Regions from separate parts of the Danio rerio genome. Here region 1 is linked to region 2. Evidence: chromatin contacts called from public Micro-C data. All regions are on one chromosome and are shown on one strand. Each heading gives the region's core, a stretch centred on a gene start, on an enhancer-like site or on the middle of the called end of the contact. The rest is flanking DNA. Distances are from core to core; before and after follow the strand shown.

Region 1 (3,475 bases), core at 306-2,805, 190 kb before region 2:
AATAGCAAAAAAAGTTTAATCTAATCTAATATGAAATAACACAATATCGAAAAAAAATTGTGGTGAAATGTATTTATTATTACTGAGCCTCATCTTTTTGCACTTTGGTGAACACATGGTAAATGTTAAGGTACGAAAGAAACGCTATTATTGAAAAATGGTGAAGAAGTGTGCTTATGGATGTCAATGATGAAACTCAGTTCAGCAGCTCGTGTTGTGCTATCTTGACCCGGCAGGTGGCAGACTGAGCACATTACTGAAGAAGGACAAATTTGTTGCTGCAAGCAGTGGCCCTCTGAGAGAGCTGAGACTAGACATTGATGATATGAAATCGACGAATAATGTGAATAAATTAATTAACTAGAAAGGATTTAACAGATCCTGGATTTAGATCATAATCCATGATGGCAACTTTATAAGTAGGCTAAATTAAAAACTAAATTTTGAAATTAAGTTATAAAACATACATTTATAGCTCTAACAACTGATTGCTCAATCTACTGTTATTTTCAATACCAACTTTGACCACTTCCTCGCTGCACATCCCCATAGAGAATTTTATATTTTATTTCCTTTCTTCTTAATTGTACTTGTTTTTAATCTTGCTGGCAAATCAAGGACTATCGTCATATTGACTGAATAATGTTGCTAAATGAGTTTACCTAATAACATTAATAACCAAAATGACTTTTGGTGTGTGGTCATCAATAAAAAAGCAATAGGACACTCAATGTTGTACTGCATTGTTAGTCATGGCTGGTAGATTGCAATGAGTGACTATATTTACCATACAGTATACAGCCAATTGTGCCTTTGTTGCTCAATTAGCTATTACACTACAGAAGACTTTATTTTGACTGATCAAATTGTCAGATATTTCTTAAATAATGACCAAAAATGCCCATAGCACATACAGTAGTGTTGTACACCAACCAGCTGATGTTTTTATCACTTTACTTATGGATGCTGTCTTTATAGTTCGGTGGGTATGTAAGAAAATAATAAGGATGCAACCTTGTAAAGAATCCTAATAATTACACAAAGAGGGAGATCTGTGTTGAACAGACTATTGCTATTGTTAAATGTTACAATATTGTTTCTTCATTTAATTAGACCCTGTTATTTCCACTTATATAGGCAATGTGTGTGTGTGTGTGTGTGTGTGTGTGTGTGTGTGTGTGTGTGTGTGTGTGTGTGTGTGTGTGTGTGTGTGTGTGTGTTTGTGTTTCACTTGTTCAAATAACAAACACTTTATATTTTTTATATTTTGTATTCTTAGACTAAGCTGTGTGTGAAATATAGGCTACTCAAAGTCTTGTGTGTACCTGCCATTAAATCTGATTCTGATTCTAATTATATAAAACCCCACGTTCAGCGCATTTGCATATGTTTATGTCGTGTATATTTTTTTCTTTTGTTATTCAGTGATTTGAGCACCCCGCTTTTAAGTTGTTAGTGTGCGGTCAAACCAGAAAAACGCGTCACATACCAAATCGAGAATCGCCGCCCACTCTCACACCCCTATAAACTCCTCAATCCGAGACATGAAAACTGACTCGAGCTCTCCAGCGAACGCTGGGCAGGCAACCTATCACCTACATACAACTAGACCAAAGTCATCTAGTTATTTCTGCCATCGAAGACTCTCGAATCCTCGCGTGAGTTTTATTTCTGCACTTGTAGTCGGTGAAACTTGCGAAGTTCTCAGGGGCGGCGAAACCCTGATCTCCGTCCTGCCGCAATCCGGCGGGTGTTAAGATCCATGGAAGTGGCCGGTTTTTACGAGGGGGACTACCTCGCTTTCCACAGCACTAACGCCAGCAGCAGTCCGGTCAGCGACGGTGTATGCAAGCAGCCAGTCAACGGCTCCATGACGAAGCTTCATGATATTTCTGAGCACGAGAAAGCCATAGACTTCAGCATCTATTTGGACTCTTTGCCCCAGTACCAGCATCTGGCCAGCCAAGACGAAAGCCACCGGCACCGCGCACTGGGAATCTACAGCGACTTTCTCTCTGAGGAGAACAAGAGCAAGAGAGCAGCGCTCCAGAACTACAAGAACTACATCTCGCTGACCGAGCGGGACCCGAACCAGCTGGCGTACCCGGAGCTGCAGGAGACGCGCATAGACGCCGTGTTCAGCCCGGACTTTATGGGCAGTTTTGCCAAAAGTAACGGGCGACACGAAGAGACGCCAATGGATGGTCCCGGTGGCTATGACATGCGCTCGTACCTGCCGTACCAGACTGCTCCGAGCGGCAGCCTGGGGAACATTTCGACCGCGTCTTCCTCCTGCTCGAGCCCGCCAGGTACACCTGCGCCGTCAGGTAAGGGAAGATCACCTCAAGCGGGCGGTAAAATGACCTCAAGCGGGAAAGGCAAGAAGCGGCTGGACAAGGACAGCGACGAGTACAGACAGCGACGCGAGAGGAACAATCTCGCCGTCCGCAAAAGCAGAGACAAAGCCAAAATGCGCAACCTGGAGACGCAGCACAAAGTGCTCGAGCTCGCGGCCGAGAACGACCGGTTACAGAAGCGCGTGGAGCAGCTGTCACGAGAACTGGCGACGCTGCGGAACCTGCTCTCCGCCACCGGCCAGTGCTGACGGGACTCCCGTGGTGCTTAATGACTCAGTGACTTTAAAGAGTGCAGAATTTACAACAAAAGTTTTCTGCCGTCGATTGGAAAAACGGGCGAGCGCTCGTTCGACGCGTTTACAGCCGAGAGAAAAACATGAAAGTGGACTGTGCGCCTGGATTGCGCAACATCCCCACCGTGTGCTCGGTACAGCTCTGGTAATCTGGAAACCCTGTCACGTATTTCGTCTGTAAAGTATTTTTGTACGGGTTCTAAAGTGAGATATCTACTGTTTAATATTCTGTTATTTAAATTCCTTTCGCCATATCTGGGGCAGTGGTTGTCATGGGAAGAGTTGTACTGCAGAGGTATGATGCAACTCATTGTAACAGTATTGGAAACGCAGTGAAGAAATCTTATAAAGATGATAAAGGTACAACTGGTCTGCTGTTATATACTATTTTATTGAATTAAATGATTTTTACTGTACTGGAATCATATGTGTCTAAGCATTTTATTACTGCTGTCAAAAACATATTAGCACACACCCACCCATTCACGCACGCACAGCTGCTGAGATTCAGTTTCCATTATGCAGTATGTAGCCTATTCTTGCTTTCACTTTAGTTTCAATGGTTTCTTATTAAACAGTGCCCAAATCTACCCATGCAGACACATTTATCATTCAGATGTGAAATCTCCTGTCAAATGTCTGGAATTTTGGAGATCTTTTGAAATCTGTGTTGGTGAGTCACCTCGGTACAGAGGTATGGTTATCTTAAATACACAGACAGGGTCCACAATCCAAAGAGTCCAGCGGTCTGTTAAAGACTGTGGTTCAAGGCTAGATAAGCAATGAACTTTCTAGCCCCTTAAAACACACAAACACATACAAACA
Region 2 (3,391 bases), core at 794-3,293:
TTTATGCATCTGTCAATTTAGAGATTTGGGGATTTTCAGTGTTTTTACTACTTACTTTGTTATTACTTACATTATGGTTATTACTATTGTTATTATTTGTCTTTTTTGGCTTTTCACTGTAGGGCTAGGTGATTAATCGTAAAATAATCGGAATCGATGTCCAGAGCCTATAACGATCTAATTTTTCCAGGTAATTTTTTTCAATTACTTTCCCTACCATGTGTGGAGTCATGTGACCCCACTCTGTTATGGCTGATTTATACTTCTGCATTGAATGCACAGGTATGGTGTAGGCTGGCGCAGCCTTCACTTGGTCACATACCCGCACATCTCTCAAAAATTTAACTACATGCTACATCTTTGCATTCCATTGATGATGATTGGAAGCTGTGCCAGACATGCCTTGAGACGGCATATTTTTATTACAATAAAATGACCATTTACATTAAAATATTTGTTTACAGAAGGTTCAAGAAATGCACTGTTTACAATATTATTTACAGGATATAAAATTAGATTTTATTTAAAAGTAAAACTGCTTACTCTCAACTTTTTTTTAGCCATTGTGTGATTTAATTTCTTTTGTTCAACGTTGATGTTCAATAAATTATCATATATAGTCAGTAATGTGTGTTTTCCTTCAATTATTTTAAAATCAAGTAATGCAGCCTTCATTCAGAAATCTCTTGTAATATGTGAGCATATTTACTGTACAAAACTTGTCAGTGAATTATGAAGGCAAAAAATAAAGTGAACAAATAAAACAATCTTTTAGTAATTGTAATTGAGTTAAATGTTCAATTGGGCCAAATCGCCCAGCCCTAATTCACAGTATTGTCTGGATTATGGAGTGTTAAAAAGGAAACCCAAATTTTACTCAGTGAAAGCCTTTTATTCAAAAAATGTAAGAAAGAATTGTGAGGCTTTATTTACCATTCAAATTATTGTGCTGCAAAAGTATGCTAATAAGCACATATTTGATCAAACTGAACAATTTAGAAAATTTGCAATACAAAAATAATACAATTCATTATGTAATTACGTTAACCAGCGGGGCAGAGTGTGGTGATAATGAAGTGTTTTTACCCTATAACGTTAAAAAATACCCCTAAAGCATTTATTAATCCTAGTTAACATTAAAATATCTAAATATTATTAAATAAAAGTAAATATACAAACAGACATCAACGCAGATTAATAAATACCTTTTGTATAAGTTAGCTTACTTAATACTACCTACCATGTGTTCCCAAAATAAATCAACATTACATTAAAATGATCGGTTGTTGTGAAATATTAGTCAAGCACGTTTTTCTGGTGGTTTTTATCTCATATAGTTTTTGCTGTGTGATGGTCGCACGCAGACACTCAGAACTCAAATTTTAAAACATTACAGAAGACATAGTGCCAGCCAATCAGCGGCTTCCTTTCAAACAGCCGCTTCCAATCAGGTTGCACCTTTCTCACGCTGCACGCACCGGCACGCAGCCAACAGCTGGATGAACGTCAACAACTCACCGCAAACAAAACAGATAAGTGAAGAAGAACCGAGCCGGTGAAACGCGCACTAATTTGTTCATAACGCGAAGATACAATAATTACATACACGTACATATCAAAGAATACTGTTAACACAGAACCACACCTGTGCTGTGAAAGTAAGTGCCGATTAAGATCAAGAAAATCTCACCAGTTCATTTCTTAGACGATGAAGGTTGCTCTTCATGTCATCGATATCCGTTTTCCCTTCCTCCATGTTTGCCGACATAACGTTACAGAATGAAATTATTTTAATGCTACAAGCAGGTTGATTGATTTAAATCTCCATCCAATTTGATGTCGCTGCCGCTAAGATCTTTGGTTTCCTTCGCTTTAGTTTCAGGTCAGTGATGAAGTATAACCAGCGTTATGTTAATATAATATTCCTTCTCTAGCCTCTGACACTCTTCACATTACATATTCAGGAGACATCCGTGCCCCCGAGCAGAAGGAGGCACTGATGTGGTGTAAAAGAGCTGATGATTTGAGGGAAAGTCCCTGAATGGGATTAACTAACGGTTGTCCGTCAACAAAACAACTCTTGCTTTCGCTCCAGTGGTCAGTTCAGGAAGAATAGAGGGTTCGTGCATAACAATAGAGGGACAATCGTACAACTTTAACTGTGCTTTGATTGGATTTTAGACGGGGGGAAGAGCCTTAGTCCGTGTTAGGAAACTGTGATTTTGTTAAATATACATGTATATATATATATATATATATATATATATATATATATATATATATATATATATATATATATATATATATATATACCATACATTTACATATGTTTAAGATTAATTCATTAATTAATTATTTTAGAGATGGATTCTTTTTATAAAATGTGTATTATTGACAAAAGATCCTATAGACAATTTCAATGAGGTCATGTTATTGGCCCTGTGGATCATGAGCATTTCCTGCTTGTTATCGAACTAATTCAGAACTGTAACAAGAAGCAATTCAATCATAGCTTAATGTTAAAACAGCTATCATAACTTTATCAATATGTAACTTGTTTAGAATTCTTGGAAGCTGCATAAATAAAAAATGGTTGGACCATTGGACCAAATAAAAATGGTTGGGACCATTGTTTTTGATTACATCCCTTAATATGGTATTGAAACAGCTTATTCAAGGAATTACTCAGTTTAAATGAATTTTTTTTGGTATTCTGTTACAACATTGTTATTGCCATATGCATTCTTTACAAAAGATAGCCTTTGTAAACCTATTAGGTTTCCTGTATATAGGTTTCCTGTTAAGTTGTTTTCATATTTTTCAATATTATAATGTATTAATTTAGAAGAAGACACCCACTAAAATGTGTTATTTACCAAAAAAATGTTTGTCAGGTCAATTTAAAACAAAAATCATGTTGCATGAAACATATTAAAAGACTATTTCAGAATCACACAGTGCAGCCCCAAATAGTTTTGTTAGATGTCATATTAAATCTTTGTTTCAGTTACATCTGTGTTTTACCAATTCAGTAATTAATAAAGTAATTATATTACAATTTAGCACGGTCGCTTATTCATTTATATATTTAATTAAGAATACTACAGGTCACAATAATTACCGTTTTACAAATTCTATAAAGTTTTACAGTGCCCAGCATAATTGATTATTCCCCATCTTGAAACTGAATATTTTTCTCCATTTCTCAGTGAATATAAGTAATATATTTTGGTGCATTTGAACAAAACAGGTGTATTAAACAGAAATATTTAATAAAACTGTATTTTAGTCACCAAACATCTTTTGATATAGAAAGATAATACAATTACAGTTTTTCTCAGTGGCTTTGGCGCATTTCTCAAAACACTTTTTACATTTGCACAACAGTTAA

What was found. A called contact is a pair of places that touch in the nucleus more often than the background predicts.
Region 1: a Micro-C map of caudal fin shows a contact between it and region 2, with 6 times the contacts expected there. The contact joins the promoter of cebpb here to the promoter of inka2 in region 2. A contact is called at or near these places in 4 of 18 Hi-C or Micro-C datasets (caudal fin, embryo, hematopoietic stem cells and 1 more).

The regions. Positions count from the first base shown.
Region 1 is chr8:30,387,026-30,390,500 of GRCz12tu, reverse strand. cebpb (CCAAT enhancer binding protein beta) reads left to right here and starts at 1,555. Exons shown (of 1, transcript NM_131884.2): 1 at 1,555-3,072. The coding sequence starts at 1,763. The coding sequence ends at 2,605. All of the region lies in intron 4 of LOC137496363 (a long non-coding RNA gene), which reads left to right.
Region 2 is chr8:30,196,600-30,199,990 of GRCz12tu, reverse strand. It overlaps inka2 (inka box actin regulator 2), which reads right to left and starts at 2,043. Exons shown (of 3, transcript XM_073910455.1): 1 at 1,691-2,043. ddx20 (DEAD (Asp-Glu-Ala-Asp) box polypeptide 20) reads left to right here and starts at 1,519. Exons shown (of 12, transcript NM_001123323.1): 1 at 1,519-1,882.